Linked DNA regions of Zea mays: region 1 is linked to region 2. Evidence: chromatin contacts called from public Hi-C data. All regions are on one chromosome and are shown on one strand. Each heading gives the region's core, a stretch centred on a gene start, on an enhancer-like site or on the middle of the called end of the contact. The rest is flanking DNA. Distances are from core to core; before and after follow the strand shown.

Region 1 (3,537 bases), core at 628-3,127, 140 kb before region 2:
AGTAGCAAGATCCACATTTGTGTAGCCAAGTCCCAAGACATGCCATTTGGGATCCAATGCTTCAACCAAGCCATAGAAAGCAAGAAGTCCAGGTGGTAAAGACCCAAGCTTCCATAGAGTATGATCAGCATTGCGCTCCTGCCAATAATGATATATGCCTGTCACATTCTTGTTCCTCCATTCAACCAGATCAAGCACGTTCATACCAAATGCCCAGCCGCAAGCATCAGGGTCAAAATGAGCACGGATTAGAGGATGGGAATGGTTAAGATACTTATGAAATCTGTGGAATGTCTCCATGCAAGTCTCTACAGCACCCATCACATTGCCATTGAGGTTGATAGTAAACAATTCTGATAGGTCCTTCTGAACAACGATATCATCATCAAGAAATACCACCTTCTGCAATTCAGGATATATTTCTGGAATATAAAACCTCAAGTGGTTAAGCATTGATAAGTACTTTGGGTTCCTGAATTTAATTGGTGTTCCACGACTACCACTGCCAGAGAAGTAGAACTTCTGTGTAGCAGCATTCTGTAGCTGTTTAAGAACGGGAACATACGATGCATTGAGCCAGGTAAAGTCCTCCACCTTTTGTATCTCCACAGTGACCCCTCTGTAGTCATTCATGCCAAACCATGCCTTCATCGGAGCATAGTTCAACTCATCAGTCACTAAGTGAAAAACAACCTTGTCAGGGTGCCTCGAGTTTATAGCCGTAGAATTAACAACAACTGAAACAGCAAGGATGTTGTCTGAGAAGACACAAAAATGATAGAGGCTGTTATCCCTCAGATTGCTCTGCACTGCTGGGCTCCTATCCGAAAACTTCCTCTGAAGCTCGGGACTCTTAAACCATTCCATGGTTAACCGGACACCAAGGCAATAAAGTCCCTTTGGGAGGTCCTCAGCAGCAATCTGGCCATATTTTGTGCTTTTCTCCACCTCAACTTTCGACTTCTCCTCTAGGGACTGAATCTGGCCTTTCAACTTCATGATTGTGATACTGCTGTCGTACCGAAGCTGCTGCGCCTGGAAGAGCAGCACCGACATATCCCTGATCGCCTTCTCTGCTTCCTGCTCCATCACCGTGCCCCCATAGGCTGCAGCATGCGCAAGGATGCTCTGCGCCCGCCGTACCTGGGCACTAAGCTCCGCCACAAACTGCAGGTTGTTGGCCTCCTTGGCAACGACGACATATGTTTTGGCTAGATAAATCTGGTCCATGAGCTGCCTCGAGAACGAGCGGGCGCTCAGCATTTCGTCAGTCATGTTGAGCGCATCCGTGATTCCCTCCAGGTAAGTTCTCTGCACGCGAGAGGAGAGGTTTGAAAAAAAAAAGGTTGCAGATGCTACTCGCTAGCGCTCATTATTCATCTTTCAACAAATGCTAGCACTAGACACAGCTTAAGCAGATTCAGCAGGTGCAATGGCTACTGACTAAAATTGGCATGCCCGTAGTCAAACGGCCAGATGACGAAACGATCCACTAAATGCGAAAAATGCGACGTGCTTACCTGACGGAGGAGAGGTGAGGAGGTGGTCTCAGATCCGGAGGACGCGGCGGAGGTGGACGGCGAGGCGCCGGGGTCGGGGGAGCCGAGGAGGACGGCGAGGAGGAGGACGCATGCGAGGGCGAGGAGGAGGGAAAGCGCGAGGCGCACCCACCACGGGCGCTGCTGCCACCGGCGCTTGAACGAAGGCCGCCGCTGGTCCAGGAACGGCCGCCGCCTCATCGGGCCGCGCTCTCGCCGGCAGGGCCGGGCGGGAGGCGCCGCACCGAGATCTGGGACGCGCTAACCGTCGCGCGCGCGTGGGGGAGGGCTGCTGGATCCTCTCGCCCGCCCGTTTCCTTCCTGCCGCGCCTTCAGATCTCGGACTCAGAGGAGCAGCACGGCCGGGCCGGCAGCGTCGTCTGCTCGTCGTGCTCTTGGACCGACGTGCCTTGCTTGACTGCGCTGCGACTTGTTGATCTGCCTGCCTGCCCGTTCAGATCCAAAGTGGGCAAAGTTACCGCTTCGTCGATGCTTTCTCTTCACCGCGGGAACAAAGCAACGGAGACGCTTTTGTCCTTTTTTTATTTTACTATTTAATTTCAAAAAACGGTGTAGGTCAAATTTTGTAACAATGGCCACACTGACAATGGAGTTGTTTGTTTCAGCTTATAGATTATACTAGGTGAGTACCCGTGCGTTGCGACGGGAGTAAAAAAATTATATGAAATATATATAAAGCTTAGTTGATGTTTGATTGTAGTAAATAAACGTAGCCACGTGATAGAATGTTTTATAATTACTTGTGTCAATAGAGGGAACTTTTTTTATTGATTCATTGGTACGTTACTTAGTTGATGTAATGAATTTCAATTGTATTCTTTGCAGTGACTAAGCTACTTAAGAGTCCATATATTCGGCTATCCTTCCATGACAGCTTCACCACATTATTTCAATCTATTTAGACAACAGTGAACAGTGAGTTGTACGAAGTAGGCTTTGTACTCTGTAATGGAATAATGGACATACCTTAAAAATTCACCTAAATGTCATTCAAGGAAGTCTCCTCCTATGTTATTGAAATATGTTATTGAAACAATTGCAGTTCAGAGAAAACTAAAATAATCTATGAAATCCATAATAATACAAAATAAATCATCATTCTCTAACTAATACAACATGTGTGATCTGATTCACTGCAAAAAACATGTAAAACAACAATGTTCTTAAATCCTGCAATCGCATTTAAGTGTTACACTTGCATTTTGCTGCTCCCGGTCCCTTATGCCAGATGTTACATAGAAGTTGGGACTTTTAGATGTAACACTATCCACCTTGTAAGTGCTAATGAGGCCTAAGCTGCATGGCTTGGCCGGAAGACGTTTTCCTTTATTTGGGCATGATTTATCAGGAAAAAAAGAATGTCTTTCTTTCACTACAACTCCGGTGGCTGAACGTGGAATCAGAATTCTGCTTTGACCCCATATGTGCATATTCTGTGTTGTGCCTGCAATCTTGCCACTTCCAGCTCAAATGTACATCGGATGGGCACCAAGAAGCACATTGGTACAGAACTTCAATGTGAAGTAAAAAGGCGCCATCTATCATTCATTTTCCTCTGAAGAACATAGACATATCTTCTCCAGAAGGACTGGCCAGTTCTCCCCAAGATGTTGAGGGTTTAGCTGCATGGCTACCTTAAAATCACTGACGAAGATCAATTAGTTACTTCCAATCTCATTCGTAGTTCCTGATGACCCACTGCCTGATGATTGCATATGAACATGGTTTGGCAGCCAGACACCACTTCTTGATTGCCATAAATTTGGTGCTTGTGTGGTAGTGTCCCTTTCCTTGCATCCCTCTGAACACTACCTCCTACTAACTCAACAGATGACCTAATCAAGTTTTTCATGTCCTTTGTATCTGAGTACCCTATCGAGTCGATCGAAGATCCATTTGATCAGGATGACTGGAGCACTTATGCCAAACTCACTGATGAGATTGGACAGAAAGTGCAGATTGTAGGAGATGATCTTCT
Region 2 (3,358 bases), core at 762-3,261:
ACGTCGTGGCTGATCTTAGAGAGAGAACGTGTGGCTAGGGTTAGGAGGCACTGGGGAGGCCAGACACAGGGATTTCCTTCTAATCTCTTGCTTAGTTTCAATTGATACAATCCCTCTCCTTATATAGAGATGGTTACTTAACCCCTAAGCACTAGATCTAATCTTATATCTAATTCTAATCTTATCCCAAACTAGTCAATCTTTATCTAAACAACCCGAGGGGTGTGCTACAGTGCCAACGTTATTGTAGCTACACTGTAGCGGGCCCTCTTGTGCCCTGACATCCATAATCTTGTTGTTTTGTTTTGTAGAGCAAGATGATCCATTGAAGCTATCAGGGAAAACTAGACAACTTGGCCTCATTGTAAGTATTCCTTCCTGACAATTGATTTAACCAATGTATTCAATCATTCCTATCCTATGTCATCTGAGTGATGTGCATGGGTAGGTTATGATGCTCCATGTAATGTTGATGTTGAAGTGTTCCATTATATGTTTCTCGCAAGCTTGTACTTGATGAATGATTTTATATGATAGCCCTTATAAGGAGGTGTTTGGTTCCCTGACTAAAGTTTAGTCCGCTTCACATTGGATGTTTGGCACATAACTAAACTTAAGCAAAGGGAAACCAAACACCCCTAATTATCGGTTAGGCTTAGGCATCATCTGAAGAAATGTAAGAAACAACATAATTGTCTAGTGGCTGATAAATAAATTATACCTTTGATACATGCGATGTTCCTTTTGCATGGGCTTTACGACTGCAGATTTGAACAACATGCATCCCATTCTGGTTTTTGCAGGTGTGCAGAGGCACGGCAGTCATGCTGGTCTCACCGACTGATGGGACTGATGAGATCGCCAACCCTTTCCTCGCGGACGGAGCATAGCTTGCACCCCTCGGAACAATATGTCCCTGTGGGAAAAGAACCGGTTTCTCGTGTATCTGTTGTATCGTGTGCAGCTGTGCGGCTTATTAGTGGTGTTTAAATGCACTAGATCTAATAGTTAGTGACTAAAATTAGTTGGAGACATCCAAACATCCTAGCTATGAGTTCAATTATTAGCTATTTTTAGTAAATTAGTTAATAATTAGCTATCTATTTGTTAGCTAGCTAAATCCACTAGTATTTTTTTAGCCAACTAACTATTAACTATAGTACATTTAAACACCCCTTAGAATTTAGGGACAAAATCAGATCTCACGTTAGGGTTGTTTGATAGATATATTTAGCCCGTAAGTTTAAGGGGCTGTTTGAATTCAAAGTTTTTTAATACTATGGTATTTTGGGTGTTTGGTTTCTAAGGACTAATTTTTAGTCGCTCTATTTTATTTTATTTTAGTCTCTAAATTGCTAAATACAAAACTAAAATTTTATTTTAGTTTTGTATTTGGTAATTTAGAAACTAAAAATTAGTCAGTAGAAACTAAACACCTATTAAGTAGATTTTCAATTCCTTCTAAATGAAAGGATACAAACAACATCTTACGTTTTTTCTCAACTTCACTAAAACATAACAATTTTTGGAACTAGCACTTATTTAGTCTAGCATTTTTTTGTTACCAAACTCACAAAAGACACGCATATGCTAATGTTTATTGCAAGACCAAAAACAACAGTTAGCACCATACGCCATTGTAGAATTGACCAAGCAGAACTTATCAGTTCTTTGCAGCATAAGCTGTACGAACACATACTTTACACGTTTTGGTCACAAACTTTCGCTCGAAACAAAATAATGAAAGAAAGCCTATAATCAAAATGATCAGCTTCTGCATAGAGTTAAAATGATCAGCTTCTATTAATGACTCAAAATAACCTGATTGGAGTTTGGAGATGCTCTTACGTTCGATGAAGTTGTTGGTCATAGGCCGGGCCAACAAATCACACGGCCCACAGGCCTATTTCCGCCCGTTTCTCTTCTAGGGTTAGGTCAAGACCTCCCCGACCTCGAGCCTCCCAGTATTAATAGAGGCCATGCGGCCGCCGCCGTCCGCATCACCATCACCACCTATCGTCGGAGAACCACAGAATCCACCGCATCGCAGAGACGAGTAGAGGTTAGATTTAGGCTGAGGTAAGATGGTGTGCATCCGGCAGGCGACCATCGAAGACCTGCTGGCGATGCAGGCGTGCAACCTGATGTGCCTGCCGGAGAACTACCAGATGAAGTACTACTTCTACCACATGCTCTCGTGGCCGCAGCTCCTCTTCGTCGCCGAGGACTACGGAGGCAGCATCGTCGGCTACGTGCTCGCCAAGATGGAGGAGGACCCCTCCGAGCCCTGCCACGGCCACATCACCTCCCTCGCGGTCCTCCGCTCCCACCGCAAGCTCGGGCTCGCCACTAAGCTCATGTCCGCCGCGCAGGCCGCCATGGACCAGGTCTTCGGCGCTGAGTACGTGTCACTCCACGTCCGCCGATCCAACCGCGCTGCCTTCAACCTCTACACCTCTACCCTCGGGTACCAGATCCAGGACATCGAGGCCAAGTACTATGCCGATGGGGAGGACGCGTTCGACATGCGCAAGCTGCTCCGGCAGCCACAGCCCAAGAAGCACCACCACCACCACCATCACGGCCCCGGTGGGTGCTGCTCCCACGACGCACCAGTTGCGGCGACTGGTTCTTCTCCCCAGTCTTCTGGTTCACCCGATAAGAAGGCTATCACTTGATGTAGGGTAAGCCTTTTCCTTTCAAGCTCTAGATGTTATGCTCTCTACTAACATATTGCTAGTCACCACCGCGTTTTCGGTGTGATTATACTGTGATTTTGTTTGACAGATCAAACTAGTAGTTTCGTTGTAGAATGTGTAGTATGTAAATGTGCCTCTCCTCACCTTTGGTTTCTTGAGAATGTTCACTCTCAAGGCAGCCCAGTCATGGAGGCACATAGCAATTATTGGTGAGTTTAACGTGGAAGCTTACTGTTTTGTTGTGGTATTGCTTCTAAAATCTCTCACTAAATCAGCCAACGCTGCGGTTGCTTGTCCTTAGCTTGTTTAGTGTTCGCTGGTTATTGTTATGATAAGTTATTTTCTTCAGCTTTCACTTACCTTTGTTATTGGCAACATACTTCTGTATGCTCCGCCCTTCTGGCTTGGTAGGAGTTGCCTGCACGGAGCCTGCCCAAACACGATCTTAGTTGGGGTTCCACATGAGTGCTTTTACGACATTTTGAACTAGATGCGTGATTTATTCTTCTTGACTTAAATTTTCAATATTTATATATTTGGCAGATCATAGATGGAAAAATGTGCTTAAAATTTTCTTGCTTTTGATGATGTGTTGCTTAATTGTGAGGTGCAGACAACTCCAAGTCGCTGCTCTCCAGGGAGAACCTACTTGGAGTCCT

Evidence for each region. A called contact is a pair of places that touch in the nucleus more often than the background predicts.
Region 1: a Hi-C map of leaf shows a contact between it and region 2, with 4 times the contacts expected there. The contact joins the promoter of LOC100382003 here to the promoter of LOC100272537 in region 2. A contact is called at or near these places in 17 of 25 Hi-C or Micro-C datasets (bundle sheath, ear, endosperm and 5 more) and 1 of 3 datasets of contacts at active chromatin or transcription factors (seedling).

The regions. Positions count from the first base shown.
Region 1 is chr10:146,587,902-146,591,438 of Zm-B73-REFERENCE-NAM-5.0, reverse strand. LOC100382003 reads right to left here and starts at 1,877. Exons shown (of 2, transcript NM_001174770.1): 1 at 1,521-1,877; 2 at 1-1,311. The coding sequence starts at 1,739.
Region 2 is chr10:146,448,990-146,452,347 of Zm-B73-REFERENCE-NAM-5.0, reverse strand. LOC100272537 reads left to right here and starts at 2,011. Exons shown (of 2, transcript NM_001365875.1): 1 at 2,011-2,684. The coding sequence starts at 2,085. The coding sequence ends at 2,678. LOC100282349 (LSM7-like) reads left to right here. Exons shown (of 5, transcript NM_001155261.3): 4 at 312-364; 5 at 804-1,303. The coding sequence ends at 890. LOC111590358 (small nucleolar RNA Z278) reads left to right here and starts at 3,280; the gene lies at 3,280-3,358.